Regions from separate parts of the Sus scrofa genome. Here region 1 is linked to region 2. Evidence: chromatin contacts called from public HiChIP or PLAC-seq data. All regions are on one chromosome and are shown on one strand. The core of a region is the stretch at or near the end of the contact, and the rest is flanking DNA. Distances in the headings are between cores, read along the strand shown.

What was found. HiChIP or PLAC-seq counts read pairs in DNA pulled down with a chosen protein or histone mark.
Region 1: a contact with region 2 is called in an H3K27ac HiChIP or PLAC-seq map of skeletal muscle, with 2.3 times the contacts expected there. The contact joins the promoter of CTSC here to the promoter of LOC106504840 in region 2. A contact is called at or near these places in 1 of 5 promoter capture datasets (liver), 1 of 47 Hi-C or Micro-C datasets (liver) and 2 of 2 datasets of contacts at active chromatin or transcription factors (alveolar macrophages and skeletal muscle).

What each region holds. Positions count from the first base shown.
Region 1 is chr9:21,760,288-21,765,085 of Sscrofa11.1, forward strand. CTSC (dipeptidyl peptidase 1) reads right to left here and starts at 1,509. Exons shown (of 7, transcript XM_003129741.3): 1 at 944-1,509. The coding sequence starts at 1,115. It overlaps LOC102160855 (a long non-coding RNA gene), which reads left to right and starts at 1,601. Exons shown (of 10, transcript XR_002346978.1): 1 at 1,601-2,247.
Region 2 is chr9:20,718,158-20,723,268 of Sscrofa11.1, forward strand. It overlaps LOC106504840, which reads left to right and starts at 3,485. Exons shown (of 3, transcript XM_013979237.2): 1 at 3,485-3,907. The coding sequence starts at 3,522. It overlaps FZD4 (frizzled-4), which reads right to left and starts at 3,303. Exons shown (of 3, transcript XM_005667210.3): 1 at 3,222-3,303; 2 at 3,020-3,219; 3 at 1-906. The coding sequence starts at 3,303.

The DNA.
Region 1 (4,798 bases), core at 259-2,758, 1.0 Mb after region 2:
ATGGTTATGATGCCCAGGATTATGAAATGCTACAGTTATCTGGAGTTGGACAGTCCTATAAGTCTGTTTTAGTAACAAATGACCTGGCAGTCTGTGTTCTGTTAACAAGGAAATTGCAGCCGAGAGCTTCACCCATTCTGCACAAGTCACAGGTTGGCAGAGGGTTTGTGTGCAACTAGAGTGCCTCTCCTGAACCAAGGTTGTGTGTTTTTTTCTTTTCCCTTCACTAAATTCTTTGTCTTTGGGATAGTCGTGTCATCTGAAGGCATTTGGAATGTCCCAGGGTGTTCAAACACTCGATATTTCTTGAGAGCCTTCCATGAGCTAGGCATTGTACTTGGCTCTGAGCATTTCAAAATACAATTACTGGCTAAAGAGTTATTAAAAAAAAAACTTTTATATACTAATACACTACCTCCCTGCAATCTATGCAACTGTGGAGTGGTACCAGAAGTTTTCTCAGACTAGAAGCAACAACACGTGTTCAAATCAAAATCGCCAGGCATAAGGGCACTTTCCCACAACTTAAAAGAAGAAAACTTTAATTGCTATATTCTCTGGAGTCTTTGAGCTCATTTCTCACTGGCACAATAAAAAACTGCAGATTGGACGGAAACATAAAATGGCACGGTCTTAACTCTCCTCCTCACCAAACCAAAACACAAATTAAGTGGGAAAAAGTACTTGTAAAAAGTGCTGAGGCGCCGGGGATAACTAGGACTAAGTGAAGTTAGAAATTCTCAGCAGTTCCACTTTGACATCGTTGCCCTGGAGCAGGAAAGGGCACCCGGAGGGGGGTCCCAAGTCCAGCCAGGACGTCCCTGGCCTCCAGCTAGTTGGGAGCTCGGAGGGGGCGCTGCGCGGAGAAGGGCTCAAGGACCGAACGGAAGGAGCCCCGGGCAGGCGCGAGAAGAGAGCGGGTCCGAGGGCGCCGGCGGCTTACCCATAACCGAGCAGTTGACGTCGCGCTGGGAACCACCAGGGCCCACGTGGAAGATCCAGGTGCCCAGCAGGTCAGGATAGGTGCAGTTGGCAGGAGTGTCACAGTGCGCGGTGCCCGCGACGTAAAGAAGCAGCAGGAGGGCAGAGAGCAGCGAGCCCAGCCGGGGACCCATGCCGGCCGGGAGCACAGGAGAGGTGGGGGAGGGAGCGGGAGCCGGAGCGTGGCAGGCTGGGGGCTGAGGCCACTACGGTCGCGCGCGCTCCTTAAAATAGTCCGAGGGGCCGGAAACCAGTGACCCAGCGTGGGCGGAGTCTCGGGGTGGCGGGGGCTGGGCACCCAGGCGTGGCCCCGCCCCTCAGGTAAGGGCTTGGTGGCGCGAGCCCCTCACCTGGCCGCGGCCCGACAGACGGCCTGGGACCCCAGGGTCAGGTTCTCTTGGCAAGGGATGTCTCCAGAGAGGACTGAGGAGCCACTGCTGGTCCGCGCGCGCCCCGGACTGCGCTCCTTGCAAAGTAACGGAGAGGGAGACCCGAGAGAGGAGAGAGAGAGGGAGGGAGAAAGAGACAGAGGTGGGGTGGCGGGGACTAAAGGTCAGAGAGAGACGGACACCGAGAGCTGGGAGGGGGAGGGGGTGGGGGTAGGGGACCGAAAGTGAGCAAAAAGCCCAGAGGGTGAGCGAGCTGGTTAAGTTTGCTTTTACTTCTTTGTCTTCGTTACTTAGTCCTCACCAACTCGGTTAACTTTTCTTCCCTCGGAACAATTTTCCGCGCGACCCCCAGCCACCCCAGTTGTTTTAGAACTGCTCTTCCTTCCGTTTCCCAAAACTTTCACTACCTTTTTTTTTTTCCTGGGTTTTGTCGGTTTCCTGTTAATGTTATTTGCCAGTTAGCCACGGGAAGATTCGACACGTAGTGCTCATTTGCAGTTTGTGCGATTAAGTGTTTTGTGTTTTTTTCCCCTGCTAAAGTTCTAGAACTTAGTTGTGCGCACGCGCACGCACAAACCCACAAGTGCACTTAAAGCTCTTGTTTTACAGCTGAAAAGCTGGAGGCCCAGCGGGGGGAAGTAACTTGGGGGGAGGAAGGGAACCAGCGGGTGGGAGAAAGCTGGTCTTAGGAGCAGATTCTAGGGTGACCAGTCTGATCGCCAGTAATTAATAGGTACCCCTATTTCCAGGTGCCTCCTTGTTCAGTGTAAGTATCACCCTTTCTGTAAGAGCTTCTCTGACTTTCCTGGCTCTTGTTGGAAGTTGGGCTCCTTTCAGAATCTTTTAGGCGTCAGGCCCTGTGCAGCATCAAGGACAGGTGAGGAACAAAACAGACTTTCCTGTGTCCCTGCCCTTTAGGGCACGTGCCTTTTGCCCTCATCACACTGGTTAGAAATAAATCCTTGTATGGCCAGTATTTTGTAAGCATTCAAAGGGAGCAAGTCCACCTCATGCACCTTGATCTCCCTTGATCCTGGCTTGAAAACACCAAGCGTGCTGGGGTGTTAAAAATAAATGCACTTCATAACCTTATCTTGGTCCCTAGGCCTGAAAGCTAATTTTGATTTGGCAAAAGAAGTTGCCCTTGAAAGCTTAGCAGTGGAAATGCTCTCTAATGTCCTCACAAACTGCAAAGGCAAGGGTGGGGCCAACTCTCTATCTCTAGGTTTTATTTCTGTTTACTTAAAATGATAAGCTGACAGCATATAATTAAGCTAAGACACTTACTGTTTAGAGATACACTGACAGCGTTACATTGCTTTCCTAATCTCTGAGAAAGTGTGTCATTTGTTGTTAAAAAACAGTAAAATTTTGTTTTTTAGGGCTGCACCCTCAGCATACGGAGGTTCGCAGGCTAGAGGTTGAATCAGAGCTAAAGCTGCCGGCCCACACCACAGCCACAGCAACTCAGGATCGAGCCCACAACCTCATGGTTCCTAGTCGGATTCATTTGTGCTGCGCCACAAAGGGAACTCCAAAAAACAGTAAAATTTTTTACCAGAGGGAGCTCCCATCGTGGCACAGCAGAAACGAATCCAAGTAGGAACCATGAGGTTGTGGTTAAGAACTCGACACAGTGTCTGTGACGATGCAGGTTCCATCCTTGGCCTTGCTCAGTGGGATAAGGATCCAGCATTGCTTTGAGCTGTGGTGTAAGTAATAGATTCGGCTCAGATCTGTGTTGCTGTGGCTGTGGCTTAGGCAGACAGCTGCAGCTCCAAATTCAGCCCCTAGCCCTGGAACCTCCAGATGCCGAAGAAAGAAAAAAAAATGTTTAAATGTTTTAAAAATTTCTTAAAATGTATATAAGTATTGAGAAAAAGTAATTTATTTCTCAATTTATTATAGTTGATCATCAGGGGAAAAGGGTATTTTAAATAAAATTTGAATACAAGTACATTTCATTTTCTAAAATGCTCATGTAGGAGTTCCCGTCATGGTGCAGGGGAAGCAGTTTGAACTAGGAACCATGAGGTTTCGGGTTTGATCCCTGACCTCGATCAGTGAGTCATGGATCCGGCATAGCCATGAGCTGCTGTGTAGGTTGAAGACATGGCTCAGATCTGACATTGTTGTGGCTGGGATATAGGCCGGTGGCTACAGCTCTGATTGGACCCCTAGCCTGGGAACCAACATATGCTGCAAGTGTGGCCCTAAAAAGCAAAAAAATTAAAATGCTCATGTATAAATGTACTGGAAAACTGAATGAGATTCAGGTACTTGCTCTTTATGTTTCTAAATAGAATTGTAGTGTCATGCGTGACTGAGTTACCTTGCTGTACAGTAGAAAATTGACAGAACACTGTAAACCAGCTATAATGGAAAAAACAAAAATCATTATAAAATAAAAAGAATGATAAAGTCATAATACAATTGATAGGGACCTTTTTTTTCTTGAGAACAGAAATTATTTCAGTGAGTTATAACTCAAATACCTCTTAGTCTAATGCATTCATTTTCCTGTTGGAAAGTGAGTATCCAGAGATAATAATAACTTGATGAATGTCCTAATAGTCTTGTCAGGTGGCCATTCAAATATCATACCTCCATTATTAATGCTAGGCAATTCTTGGTCAAGTTCCCAGCAAAACAAAGAACATTTCTGTTGATTTACCCAGAAGTTGCATTCCTGAAAATTTGGTTTATATTAAAATGATATAAAATGCAAGTGAGTTTATATGCAAATCACAGTTTGGTGCTAGGCTCAGACTGTTACAAGTAGGCTTATAGAGAAGCAATATTGCTTAGCAGAAATTCTCACACTGTGGTCCCAGGACCCACAGGACTGGCAGCATATGCATGTCCTTGAAATTTGCTAGAAATGCAAATTCCTGACCCCACTCATACCTACTGAATCAGAAAATGTCTAGGTAGGTCCCAGCAATCTGAGTTGTAACATCCCTTTCTAAGGGTCCTGACACAGCTACCATTTGAGAATCACTGGCTTAGAGATGAACCACAAGGACTTAAGTCACATGGCCTAAGTTTGAAGCATGGCTCTGCCACTCACCAGCTGTTTGATCTTGAGGAAGTTATTTTACTTCTTTTCGTGGCTTGGTTTTCTCATCTATAACATGTGCATAATTTTACGCCCTATGACCATCTCATCCAGTTTTGAGAAGACTGAGCAAGTTCATACAGATTCTGCGGAGAACTGACTGTATTTATTAATGTGTTTATTTCCATTAGAAAACTGTCTTTATTAATTAGGCAGTAGATTCAAAATCCTGTTCTCCATTGTAATCCTAGCACCCTGAATGATCTCTGACACACAGTAAATTCTCACATATTTGTTGAATGAATGAATAGTATCATGGACATAAATATATCTGTGGTCCATGGTATTTGGCAATGAGCGTCATGATTGC
Region 2 (5,111 bases), core at 2,235-4,734:
AGTGAAGAGGGGCGCCACCACAAAGCCCGTGAGGGCATCGAGGTTCTGGTTCCCCACGTAGCACAGGCCCGTCAGTTCATCCGCATCCACCAGTCTCATAATCAAGATGACAATGGTTTTCACTGCAGGGATGGCCCAGGCTGCAATGTGGAAATAAGAGCTGTGCATTTCTATGGCTTCATGACCCCACTTGAGTCCCGCTGCCAAAAACCAAGTGAGTGTTAGAATAACCCACCAGATGGAACTGGCCATTCCAAAAAAGTACATCAGCAAGAAAATGATTGCACATCCTGTGTTCTTAAGTCCTTCTTGGATGAGAACAGGTTCTGCTGCCTCTTCAAAATCGCAGGATATCCTTTCCCGGCCTACGGTCAGCCTGACAATATAAGCGATGCTATAAATATTATAGCACATACTGAGAAATATGATGGGGCGCTCCGGGTAGGAAAACCTGGACGAATCGATCAGGAAGGTCAGCACGGTGAAGGCGGTGGAGATGAAGCACAGGCTGGCCCACACGGCCATCCAGATATCTGTGAACTCCTTGGCCGAGCGGCTGTACAGGCCGGCGTCGTAGCCGCACTTGAGAACGCAGTTCAGGCTCCTCTTCACCCAGATGTACTGCTCGGAGTTGGTTCCCACGGAGTGGCACTCTTCCCCGGGCTGGATGGGGGTTTTGTGAGGTAAGGGCACCTCCTCGTCCCCTGGCCCTTCCATGCACATGTGGTTGTGGTCATTCTGGGGGGGGAATTTGCTGCAGTTCAGGCTCTCCGGCCAGGCGAATCCGAATTCCTTCAGGACGGGCTCGCAGCGTCTCTTGACCGAAAGGCACATGCCACCGCAGGGGCCGATGGGGATGTTGACCTTCTCCGTGCACATTGGCACATACACCGAGCAAAGGAAGAACTGGAAAAGTCACGAAAGGAACAAAGAAAACAATGACTTCCAAGTGTGACCGAATGCTTGCACAAAACTGCCTTGAATGCTTCCAGGCCAAGGACGTGTCTAGTCTTAAACCAGCCTACAGGGAGTCCAGGACTGCTGACTCTGACCTCAAACAAGAGTGTCTAATATTCCTTCACTCACACACTTTTCTTCTTTGGGGTGTAGTAATCCTTTCTAGGAAGACATAGATAAATAACTATATAAAAGGGACCTGAGGAATGACATAACCCCTTTTTGCACAACACATAAAGAAATAAACCTTAAAAAACTGCCTTTGAGTCTCCCTCCCCTTTTAGCCACTATTTGAAAGAGCTGGACCAATGACTCAAACGACTTGGTCATTCTGGTGATGGGGTGATTTATTTTCATCCCCATTTCCTTATCACTGTAAAAATAAATGTAGATCCAGCTCTCACTCACGTTAACATTCTCTCCTTTCTCTACTTATCCCCTGTAATGATACGTGAATCAGTCTCATACTGAAACAGAAAATCTCCTAAGAGACACTCTTAAACCCCACGATGGGTTGCAGGTGGAAGTCTCCTGGATACTAAGGGTTTGTTTGGCCAGGTTTCCTCAATGAATAATAATGAAGCACAATAGGAAAATACAAATGTTCAGTCCCTGAAACTGCAATAGCAGCAGGGGAGAGTCCAGTTGCTGTCCTCAATTCCTCCAGCATTGATAAACAGTCTGCTTGGCTCCTTACAGATGTTGTCTATGAAGTCTAGGGTTACAAGTAACTATTTTCCAGCATGTAAAGGGATCCAGTCCTGTCCTTCAGAACAGCTTGGCTGCTCCCCAGGATACATGTAATTAAAAATATATATCCCTGCAAAAGCTCTTTCGCCAACAAAATTGCCACTGATGTCAGGATATGTGCTGTTTCCAAACTGAGAGCTGGAGAATCATTTTCTTAATCTTTCAGAACCTAGTTCTAAAGTCCTGAAACTTCCACAGGGACATTTCACCAGCAACAGGTCTAATCCCAACCATCTTTCTGAAACCACAGTCCAACTTTTCAAATGACCTATGTAAAATCCCTGCACCTAGTCAGTCAGCTGCCTGCCCGTTTCTTATCTCTCAGGAGTTACAGCCAGAACCGCAGATTTCTGAAGCTTTTAGCTACCCTCTGGTTTCCCCCAACTTCTCTCTTTTCTAAATTTCTAAAAAAATCATTCATAGCCTCACCAACCAAAATACAGCTAGTGTTAACATTTAAAGAAATTCCTTTTCAGTTCTTTTTTTTTTTCTTAATAAACTGGTTATTTTTGTAAGATTATAATCGCCTTGTATATGAAAATTCACTTACTATGATAGGATTGCATTGTTCTATACTATTACATAACCTTTAAAATTTTTAATGACTGCAAAAAAAAAAAAAAAAAACCCAAACCAAAAAACACCACCAAAACTTCCAATACATAGACTGCTTTCTGAAGCTTGACTGTACCATCACCTTTTCCCCAAGTGATGTCTTCTCCCTCTCCAAGTACTAAACCTGCCCTTAACCCTGAGGATAAGAAGGAACTCAACCACCGCAACCATTCCTTCCTGCACGACCTCTAAAATCCCGCAGGACAACACGAGGGGCCATATTCTACAGAAATAGTCATTAAATAACACACCCAAGAAATATGGGGGAGAAGGGAGGTCAGTGAGGAGAAGTTGCCCCGTCTCCTTATCTCTCCTTCCAAGTCTTAGCTGCAGCTGGCTGCCCTGCCGGGGACTCGCCCACCGAGCAGCGGCGGCCAGAACCCTTGGCAAAGATAACTTCAGCTCCACTGGGGATAGGGGCTTGGCCAGACACGGGTGGGCAGGGGAGAAAAACGGAAGGGCGGGGTGTAAGAGTGGGTTCTTTCGCAGGCCAGATGACTTACACAACGTTTTGGCTTCCAGTCCCTGAGAAGGGACAGAAAAGTGGGGGTGGGGATGGAAATCACTTTTCCAGGATAGTCCTACCCTTCAGCCTAGGAAGAGGACAGGGGGCTCGACCTGGCAAGAACTCCACGGAGTTAGTTTGCGGCGTCCCTGCCCGAAGGGTCCCGCCCGGGGTGGGGGTAGGGGCGCCCACCTGCAGCTGGCTGGAGCAGCCGTACTGGATGAGCGGCGTGAAAGTTGTCAGCTGCAGCTCGGCGTCCGTCTGCAGCTCGTGCCCCACCAGGTTGGGCATCTTGGTCACGTTGTAGCCCAGGTTCTGGCACATGGAGATGCGGATGGGGTCGCAGCGCCGCTCCTCCTCGTCCCCGAAGCCCCGTGCTGGCCCCAGGAGCACAGCAGCAGCAGCAGCAGCCGCAGACTGAGACCGACGCCCCCGGGCTCCCCCAGGACGCGCGGCCCTGTGCCCCGCCAGGCCATGGCCAGAGCCGGGGGCAGCGGCGGCGGGGGCTGCTTCAGCAGACACCCCCAGTTTGCACCGGGGCGCCGGCTGCCCGCGCTGCTCCCAGCTCCGGGAAAGGGAGAGTGATAAGGCGCCAAGGGCGACGAGGGGGCAGCGGCCGGCTCTCGCAGCTGCGCGCGACTGTGCGGGGTATTAGACACCTCGCGCCGGGGCCAAAGGACAGACTGCGAGGGTCATGGCTACAGAAGGCGAGCCCTCAAACCCAGTGCGGGCCGCGTCCGCTCTGCGTCTGCAAAGCCCGCCAGCACCCAGCGCCGCGCCGCTCTCTCCGCTGAAGCCCTCCGCGGCGCTGGAGGTTCGCTGGGCGGCGGCGGGGCGGGACGGACAGCGCGTATCTCCAATGGCCGAGCGCCGTGGCCAGCGAGGGGCGGGGCCCTGCCCCGGCAGGGTCAGGCCCCCGCCCGCCACCTCCCCCCACTCCATGGTCCCTCCCTCCCGCCCCGAAGCGCCCCGCCCCGCTTCCCGGCTCGCTTTCCTCCCACCCTGTTCGCGACGCTCCGGGGCCAGGCCGGGATGGAGCCGAGGCGCTCCGGCCGGGCCAGCCTGCCCCCACTCTTCCAGGTGAGAAGTGCTCCCAGATCAGTCGGCTCCTTTTCCTTTCTGTCTTCCAGCTGTCACCTCGGCCCGTGGCCGCCTTCCCATCAGGCAGCGAAACGTACACAAAGGACACGGGGTTTGGATTTGCAAAGATTAGGGCTTTAAATCCTGGCTGTGTGACCTTGAGCAAATTGCTCAGCCTCTCGGCGTCGGTCTCCTCATCCGTAAAGAGACTTGGGAGGATTAGAGATAATGCGTAAAACGCTTAGCACGGTGCCTGGTACAGCGCGACCTCTCAGCTATTTTCACTCGGAACTTGCTAGGGTTGGAGCCCGGCCCCCTCTCCCCGCCCCCAGCCTCGGCCCGACCTGCACCCCGGAGCTGCCGGGCTCCAGCCGCGAGTGTGGGAGGCGCCCCAGAGCAGCCGACCAGTCGACCAGCCGACGGTCTCGCGCTCCGATTTCCTCACCGTACGAAATGAAATTCCACAGGGGGATTCGAAAGGAAATGAGACCGGGACGCTCCGTGCTTCTCGGCCCGCCGCCCTTCCTGTCTCGGGGACACGGGTTTCTAAATAAGGTTGGGAGGGTGAGAGGGCGGGAGGGGAGAGGTTTGACCTACGCACGCGGGAGGGGGGGGGCTGAAAAGGCGCCCAACCACCAGGGCTCCCCTCCCCCAGCTTCCCGGACATCTCTCCTCTGCAGCCTGCATCTCTTTCTAACTTATTCTGCTTCTGCCAGGGTCCTGGGGATCATGTGAGCCGTGTTTGGACCCAACTTTCCCCTCTTACTCTCAGCCCTCCTTGGACGGTGCTTTGTGCTGCCCACACTCTCCACTTTGCAGTTGGGCCAGTGAAACCCTAAGCAGGTGAATTCCTAAACCATTTACTCCTGGCAGAACTGTGGTCAAGGCACTGTCCTCTCTGAGCCTCAAACCGGCCATCTGTAAAATAAGGAAGTTCATATCTATGACACACAATTGCTTTTGGAGTTAAATGAGATAAAGCGTGTAAATCCTTTATCACACTGACTGGCACATAGTTAGTGCCAAATAACTTGGTTATTGTTCTTGTCGTGGGACAGCCTCCTGCCTTCCAGTCTGGTACCAAAGACCACTCCTGCAGCCCAGGTCTGAGCTGAGGATCTGGATTAAGAGCTTTCTACTCTCTTCCTGAGATTTTTTCTTTTTTTTTTTTTTTTCTTTTGTCCAACACACCGTTTTCCAGGGG